Linked DNA regions of Sus scrofa: region 1 is linked to region 2. Evidence: chromatin contacts called from public Hi-C data. All regions are on one chromosome and are shown on one strand. Each heading gives the region's core, a stretch centred on a gene start, on an enhancer-like site or on the middle of the called end of the contact. The rest is flanking DNA. Distances are from core to core; before and after follow the strand shown. Region 1 overlaps DOCK9 (dedicator of cytokinesis protein 9). Region 2 holds the start of FARP1 (FERM, RhoGEF and pleckstrin domain-containing protein 1).

The links. Hi-C and Micro-C count contacts between places; a contact is called where the count stands out from the background.
Region 1: a contact with region 2 is called in a Hi-C map of fetal skeletal muscle, with 2.5 times the contacts expected there. The contact joins the enhancer-like site here to the promoter of FARP1 in region 2. A contact is called at or near these places in 1 of 5 promoter capture datasets (liver) and 5 of 47 Hi-C or Micro-C datasets (embryonic fibroblasts, fetal heart ventricle, fetal skeletal muscle and 2 more).

What each region holds. Positions count from the first base shown.
Region 1 is chr11:67,817,780-67,821,324 of Sscrofa11.1, reverse strand. It overlaps DOCK9 (dedicator of cytokinesis protein 9), which reads left to right. Exons shown (of 53, transcript XM_021065834.1): 37 at 1,336-1,383. Among named protein-coding and RNA genes, the nearest start is that of SLC15A1, 130 kb to the right of the region's middle. Within about 2 kb of position 1,429, at least 4 of the 83 cell types and tissues checked have an H3K27ac peak or open chromatin away from gene starts, as enhancers often do. A contact at or near this core is called in fetal skeletal muscle, where this site is marked.
Region 2 is chr11:67,142,644-67,146,381 of Sscrofa11.1, reverse strand. It overlaps FARP1 (FERM, RhoGEF and pleckstrin domain-containing protein 1), which reads right to left and starts at 1,760. Exons shown (of 27, transcript XM_021065374.1): 1 at 1,335-1,760.

The DNA of each region.
Region 1 (3,545 bases), core at 180-2,679, 680 kb before region 2:
TCTAGGGCCGCTCCCTCGGCATATGGAGGTTCCCAGGCTAGGGGTCGAATCGGAGTTGTAGCCACCAGCCTACGCCAGAGCCACAGCAACGCGGGATCCGAGCCGCGTCTGCAACCTACACCACAGCTCACGGCAACGCCGGATCGTTAACCCACTGAGCGAGGGCAGGGACCAAACCTGCCACCTCATGGTTCCTAGTCGGATTCGTCAACCACTGCGCCACGACGGGAACTCCCAGAAATTTTTTTTTTTGGATTTTTAAGATGTTTACCTAGAGAGTATATTCTGTAACACCCCAACATGGTCTCAAGCAGCACCCCACATTCAAACACGTTACTGTTTCTTCAGTAAGAAATGATCTCTGCGGTCCTATGATTGTTCACAGTAATTGGTTAAATCATGACTCAGTAGTTTTATGTCTGTTAGTTGAGGGCACAGTTTTCTACCAAATGTATTTGTACAAATTTGGGTGGAAAGCTATGGCTTTCAGAGCTTTGTGTGTGTTGGAGTCGTGGTCCAGGTTCACTGTCTCCTGGCTTCTTCCTCTGATGTGTGAACAGTGGGAGTTGTCATGTGTGAGATGAGATTTAGCCCCAGAAGAACTTACTAGACATTATTTTAACTTATTAATATGTGATTTTTTAAAAATCAGTGTCATGGATATAGTAAAATAAAGTTTAGAAACTACCTATTTGATGTCTGTAAGGGACCAGTCCATTTACTTAAATCAAAAGAGAAAGCTCTGAGTTCCTGTTGTGGCTCAGTAGTAATGAACCCGACCAGTATCCATGGCACAGGTTCGATCCCTGGCCTTGCTCAGTGGGTTAAGGATCTGGCATTGCCGTGAGCTGTGGTGCAAGCTGGCAGCAACAGCTCCAATTTGACCCCTAGCCTGGGAACTTCCATATGCCCCAGGTGGTGCCCTAAAAAAATAAAAGAGAAAGAGGGAAAGCTCCTTGTGGAGAAGGAAGAAGCAGCTGAGAACAGGGCACGTGGTTTCCCTGTGACTTCGAGGGCAAACGTAGAGTGAACGTCCAAGCCCTAAGCTGACGGCCCACCCTGTCCACCTTGGGCCTCTCTTCTGTGTCGCTCAGACCATCCCCCGTGCTACTAATGGCAGCACAGTCTGGGGCCTCCCCTGCGTTTGATCTGTTTCTCTGGGTTTAGAGGGACCTTCTAGAGGACTTCTGAAAAGCAGGCGTGAGGGGCTAGCCGTAGATGTAAGAGCTTACTGAATGTGTTACTGTTACTGAACTGATGGGCTTCAGGAGAGCCAGGCGTCAGAAGGTGTTTTAATCTCCACGCCCCCCTGACAGTCTTCCCTCCCGTCCGCAGAGTCTGCCTGCACCAGTTCCAGTACATGGGGAAGCGCTACATCGCCAGGTACCGTGGGGGTTTGAGTTTGAGGTCTCGTGCCCTTCTCTGTCTTGCTTGATCTGAAAGTGTGGGAATTGTTGTCTGTGGTGATTGGCGGTTGGAATCCTCATAAACAGCCATGAAGACAGCTGGCAGGTCTTTGGACTGCTGCCAGGAAGCCTGGTGGCATCTTGCCTGCGTTCCTACGTTCCTGCTGTCTCGTTCCATCTCAGGCGCATCTCTTGGAAAGATTTTCCTCCGTGACCTGTTGCTGCACTTCTGCACTTCCTTCCAAATTCTCCCTCGTGCTCCGGTCCTTCTGTCTGCTCTTTCTCCCCTCCCATTCCTCTGGCTGTGTCCTCTCCCTCTTTCTTTTTCTTTTTCCTTCCTCAGTGATTCCTCCCCCATTTCGCTTCCGAAGATCCTTTTTGACCATCCTGCTTCCCAGCTACGAAGGGGCTCATTTCTCATCAACTACTTTCCATCGTTCTTAAGAAAAGAATGTTTTCAGTCCATCTCGGATGTATTTGGACTTCCCCCAAAAAAGTCTCTAAAATTGAGCCTTTCCCCCTCTGTTTCTAAATGAGCTGTCTGTGCCCTGTGTTGATATACGACCAGAACTCTTGGCTGAGTATCATGGACCCTCCCCGCCCTGCCCCAGCCCAGACTCTCAGTTTTGCGCTGAGCTTGATGAGAGCTGGACTCTCCTGCTGGGGGCAAGCCACCTCTGCAGGTATTTCCTCAGAGCACATCTCATTGTCACCAGGGTCCTTGCTCCCACCCTGTCACCATTCAGTGTGTGTGTGTTTGTTTCCTTTGGTGTTGTGTTTTCTGTGCAAATGTATTCATGGGGTCTTGGTCTGTGTATACTATTTTTCTATTGCTATTGTTTTTAAAGTTTAATTAGAAGTAAATGCATTTTATGTTTTAAGAAAAACTTTAGAACTTAGTTGTTACTGAAGTTTTTCTCTTATCTCTAATTCTGTCTTATAGCAATGAAATAGGGAAGAGGTTTTTAATAAACTTTCTATTTGAGTGTCAAGGTTCTGCTTTTTATGTTCACATGGTTCTTTTCTTGAGATATTTGAGAAATGTTCAGGATTGTGTTTATGTTAAATAAAAGTATGTTTTCCTTTAAAGAGCAAATGTAGAGATATTGTTTTACACGTTCTTCCTATTAATATTTCCTATGTTTAATTGAAATGCGGTGGCGCTTAGCATTTTCTAATCTTAACTCTGAATTTTTTTTTGTCTTTTATCTCTGAATTTTTTAAATCGTAACAGTAATTTTTGCATTTGAGTGTTTTGAGGCCCCAAAGCAAGTGTGTACAAGGTGTCCTTATGCCGTCCCCTCCTTCCTTCTGACTTTGGCCCGTCAAGACGGGCAGACGGTACACTTGTCGCAGACACTGTGCTGAGGGAGCTTCACGCCCTCTTGCAGTAACTCAGTAACTGTCACCTTCATCACAAGGTGGCATTTAGGAAAAGTTGTGCAAATAGAATCAAATGCCTCAGAGCCGAGCGTGGTGGGTGTGAGAGGCTGAAGATGTCTGCCCCAGCAGACTGTTCTGGAAGTGGGTTTCGTGAAACAGGTGACTTCTTTTTTCAATGGCAATGCATTTGATGCGTTTAAGGAGAACTTTCTGACCTGCTGAGCACCCTGTACACACTTGCCTGGAAAAGTACGCTTCCTGGGACTGCTTCACAAGAGCCGGACGTGGGAAGGCGGGGCTGGAGGGTGTGTTACTTTGCAGTGTGCACAGTGGGAAGACGTGTCCTGTTTTATAGAAAATTGCCATGGTCTCTACTGCATGTGAAAAAGATCCCGAATGATGATTGAGCGTTGTCAGTGTCTGCCCTCCGAGGGGGCGCCGTCCCGCGAACACTGTGCCTCCTCACTGTGTCCCTTTGAGCCCCCGACAGCATGTTGCCCGGTGACAGTCCGTGCATGCCCTCCTCTGCCCCAGAGTAACACAGTGAGGGGGCCGGCTGGCTCCGGCGCGGGGACAGGGCTCACGCCAGCGCTGGGCTCCTGTTTCACCTGCTCTGGTGGTGGTACACGCAGGGAGTCAGCTGTTTGATTGCTAACCCAGACCACTTTTCCGTTTTCTTCACCTGACTGCTGACAAGTCTAACAAGGGCTGTGGCTCTTCTCCTTCTTGCCTGGGTAAGAATGAAGGTGTCAAACC
Region 2 (3,738 bases), core at 511-3,010:
ATGAGGGCAATTTTTAAGGCAAATATCCCAAAGCTCTCAGGACCAAAAAAGGCCTTTCTTTCTCCTTTCTGTCCTGTTTAGACTGAGTAAGAAAAGCAAGGCAATGCCGGAAGAGGTTCTGAAATGGGCTCGGCCAGGTCACCACGTGCAAAGGGCATTAAACCTAACCCACTGCTAGGCTGGGGTTTGGCTCTGCTGGAGACACTGCCTCCTAGGCAGGGGCGATGGGCTCCTCAAAAGCCAGGGCTCAGGGCGGGGCTGCGCGCAAGTCAAACCTGGGAAACTAACAAGAAAGACACGAACAACAATGATAAAATGAAACAGCCAGAGGCCACCAGTGTACTCCAGAAGGATCAGAGGCAGGCTGAGCCGGCTAAACTCTTCCAGATGAAAGGCAATCTCTCCCCATCGCAGCGGCTGATCTGATAGCACAGTCCTCGTTTCTTTGTGAGCCTCGCCTCCCTCGTTCCGGGGGGATCCTGCCCAGACTCCAGCTGGGCTCTAAGGGCCATAAACGACATCCAGACTGACTACGGGGAACTCATTTTTTCCCTTCAAATAAAACACACACACACACGCACACACTCAAAGGTCTGGCCGGATCACACAGCTAAAGTTTCCGGAACTTAAATCGTAAAACCACAATCAGAAGTTGTTTTGAAATGCTCACCACAAAAATCTGTGTCCTTTGCTTTAAGAAAAGGAAAAGAAAAGGAAGAAAAAAAGAGGGAATAAAAAAAACAACTTTCCTCTCCATAAAGGCTGGCGGTAAAGAGGGGAAAATCTAACTTAGGCAGAGGGTGTGTTCCTCTTTGTCACCCACTAGGCTCCTCGCGCCGCGCGTGGGCGAGCCGCGGGCACCCGGGAAGGCGGGGGCACCCGCGAAAACGGCCACCTTCCCGGCCCGCGGTCGGCCTCGGGGGCCGAGATTGCGGCCGGAGGTCCGGAAGCAGCGTCCGGCGCTGTCACTGCGCCGGGTGGGATGGGAGGAAGCGGGGGAAGGGCGCCGCGGGGCGGGGGAGGCGAGAGGGGACGCGCGCGGAGCCGGCAGCCCGAGTCCCGGGAGGTAAGAGGAGGGTGCAAAGGGCGGTACGGGGCCCCGAGGCCCCCGGGCTCCGGCTATTGTTGCCGGGCTGCCCCGAGGCCGGCGGGCGAGTCTCCCGCCTTGGTAGGGGAAGCCCGATCCCCCCCGCCGCCACCTCCTCCAGGCAGGACCCGCGGGCCACGCAACCACCTCCACCCGCGTCCCGGTCGGTCGGCTCCGGGCGCCCGACTCGCGCCCAAGTTGCCGCCCGCCCGCCCCGCGCGGTCATTGTTCGCCGCGCGCCTCCTACCTCCACGGCGCCGGCGGCTCCGGCTCCGGCTCCCACTCCCGGCCTCCCGGCTCTGCAGCTCCGAGCCCCCGGCGGCCGAGGGCGCGGCGGCTCCGCTGCGCGTGCGGCGGGGGCGCTCGGCTATTAATACCCGCGGGCGGCGGCAGCGGCGGCGCGGACGCGCAAGCAGGGCTGGCGCTGGCCGGCCGAGGTCCGAGCCATCAAAGGTGGCGCGGGGCGGAGGGGAGGGCGGAGCAGGCAGGGTGGGTGGGGAGCGGGCTCAGGGTCGCCATGGCCGCCTCGACGCCGGGCCGAGCGCCACTCGCTTGGGGAGGAGCAGCGGCTCAAAGCGGGCGGCGGCCGCGTCCCCGCCCCGCGCGCCAGCCGAGTGCCCGCAGCCCTGCGCCCGCGCCGGCCCCGCCGTGTCCAGGCCGGCGAGCGGGAAGTGAAGGCGGGCGCGCCCCTCCCCCGGCCTGGGCCGGCCCTTCGGCAGGGGGGGGCGCCCGGGAACCTCGCAGCCCGAGCCGCGGGGACAGCGGGAGAGCCACAGCCCCCTCCAGCGTCCGCGCCGGCGACCTGCGCGCTGGCGCGCCCCGCCCCGCTCCGCCCAGGGGGCAGGTGCGCCGCGGGGCCGCGGGCCCGGAGCGCCCCTCCCTGGCCGGGCGAGCCCACCTCCGATCCGCGCCTTACTTGGTTCTACGGCTGGAGCTGGTCTCTCCGCGCGGCAGCGCCTGGCAGAGCGCAGGAAGCTCAGGGGAGTGCGCTGCGCCACCAGAGACGCGCCGATCCGGCCCCTGTGGTTGAAAGCGAGATATGGAAGCAGGAGTGGAGCGCACCGGCAAAACCGGGAGCAGCTGGAGGACGATCGGTGACACGGGCTCCGCAAATCGTTGTTGAGGTCACGCAAGGGAGAGCCCCGCCCGTGTGCCCACCTAAGACTTTTAACTACGTGGTCGCGCGAGCGGCGGCGCTTTGCAGGGACCCACGAGCACCACCCCTTTCCCCAGGCCACACCGGCGGGCTTCCGGCGCCACCCTGGGCTGCTAGGGACTTAATCCCGGAGGGGCGGTTGTCATCCCCCCCCTCCTCCTCCGCCGCGGCCCAGAGTCCTCCGACCCCACGAATCCCCCGACAATCCCCAGGCCCACTCGCCCCCTCTGGGGACAGGAGCAGTGCCCCGCGGGGGAAGGAGTGGAATAGGTTAGGAGCTGCTTTGCAGACTCGCCTTCGGGAGTTCCGGACCTCAATGGAGGAGGGAGCAAGAGGCAGCACCGAGGAGTCTGGGACCCAAGACGGGGAGAGGCATTGTCCCCACCCTCCAGCTGGGAGCTGCCACTTTACCGTCTCCACTCCCACCCCTCCCTCAGTCCCTGATTTTACCCTTTCTTGTCTGTGTAGATGGACCCTTCTCAGGCGTGGAGGGAAAGGGACGTGCCGGCAGCGGGTTAGAAAGGAAGGCGACCCTTTGCGAGATCCCCAGGCTAGTGGGCACACCCGCCCAATGATGGGCGGCTGGCTCTAGAACCCTGATCGTTTTGCACCTTAGAGAAGTTTCCGACCTTCAGCCTAGAGGCAGGTTTCACGAGAGGCCACAACAGAACTCAGAACCACAGGTGGGGGACCCCTGGGGAAGAGCGGATTCACACAAGAACAGGGTGCCTTAGAGGTCCCGGGGCGCTGGTGCGTAGCTCGTGTTTGAGTGGTGTCTGGAGCAGATAGACATACTCTGAGATATTGAACTGGTTTTGGGGTGTGGGTTGGTTTGGGGATTTTTTTTTTTTTTTTCCTCCGTTGCACTGTGGTATACGGAAGTTCCCAGGCCAGGGATCAAATCCCAGAGGCAGCTACAACCTGCCCCACAGCTTCGGCAACTCAGGGTCCTTAACCCACTGGCCACAGTGGGAACCCCTGTATTTTTTTTTTTAAATACCTTTTATATTTGGTGAAGGTGGGAATTAAAAGCATCATAAGGGCCTCAAACCTAAAAAGAACAGCAGATGGGTAGTTTGTGGGTGAAAAGAAGAAACAGTGTGTTGGAGGCCTAGTTCTGTCTTAAGCAGCTGCGTGGCTCAGGACAAACCACAAATCAGAGGTTTCAGGCCAGTGAGTCTCTAAGTGTGGTTCTCAAACCTGCAGCAGCAGCACCTGGAACCTTGAAGAAATAGAGGTTCATGGGCTCCACTCTAGACCTACCTGATCAGGTTCTCCAGCCTCGGTGGGCATCAGAATCACCTGGAGAGTTAATTGGAAGAGCTACTGAAAAGTATTTTTTTAAGGGTAAAATAAAACAGGAGTTCCCGTCGTGGCTCAGTGGTTAACGAATCCGACTAGGAACCATGATGTTGCAGGTTCGATCCCTGGCCTTGCTCAGTGGGGTTAAGGATCCGGCATTGCTGTGAGCTGTGGTGTAGGCCGGCGGCTACAG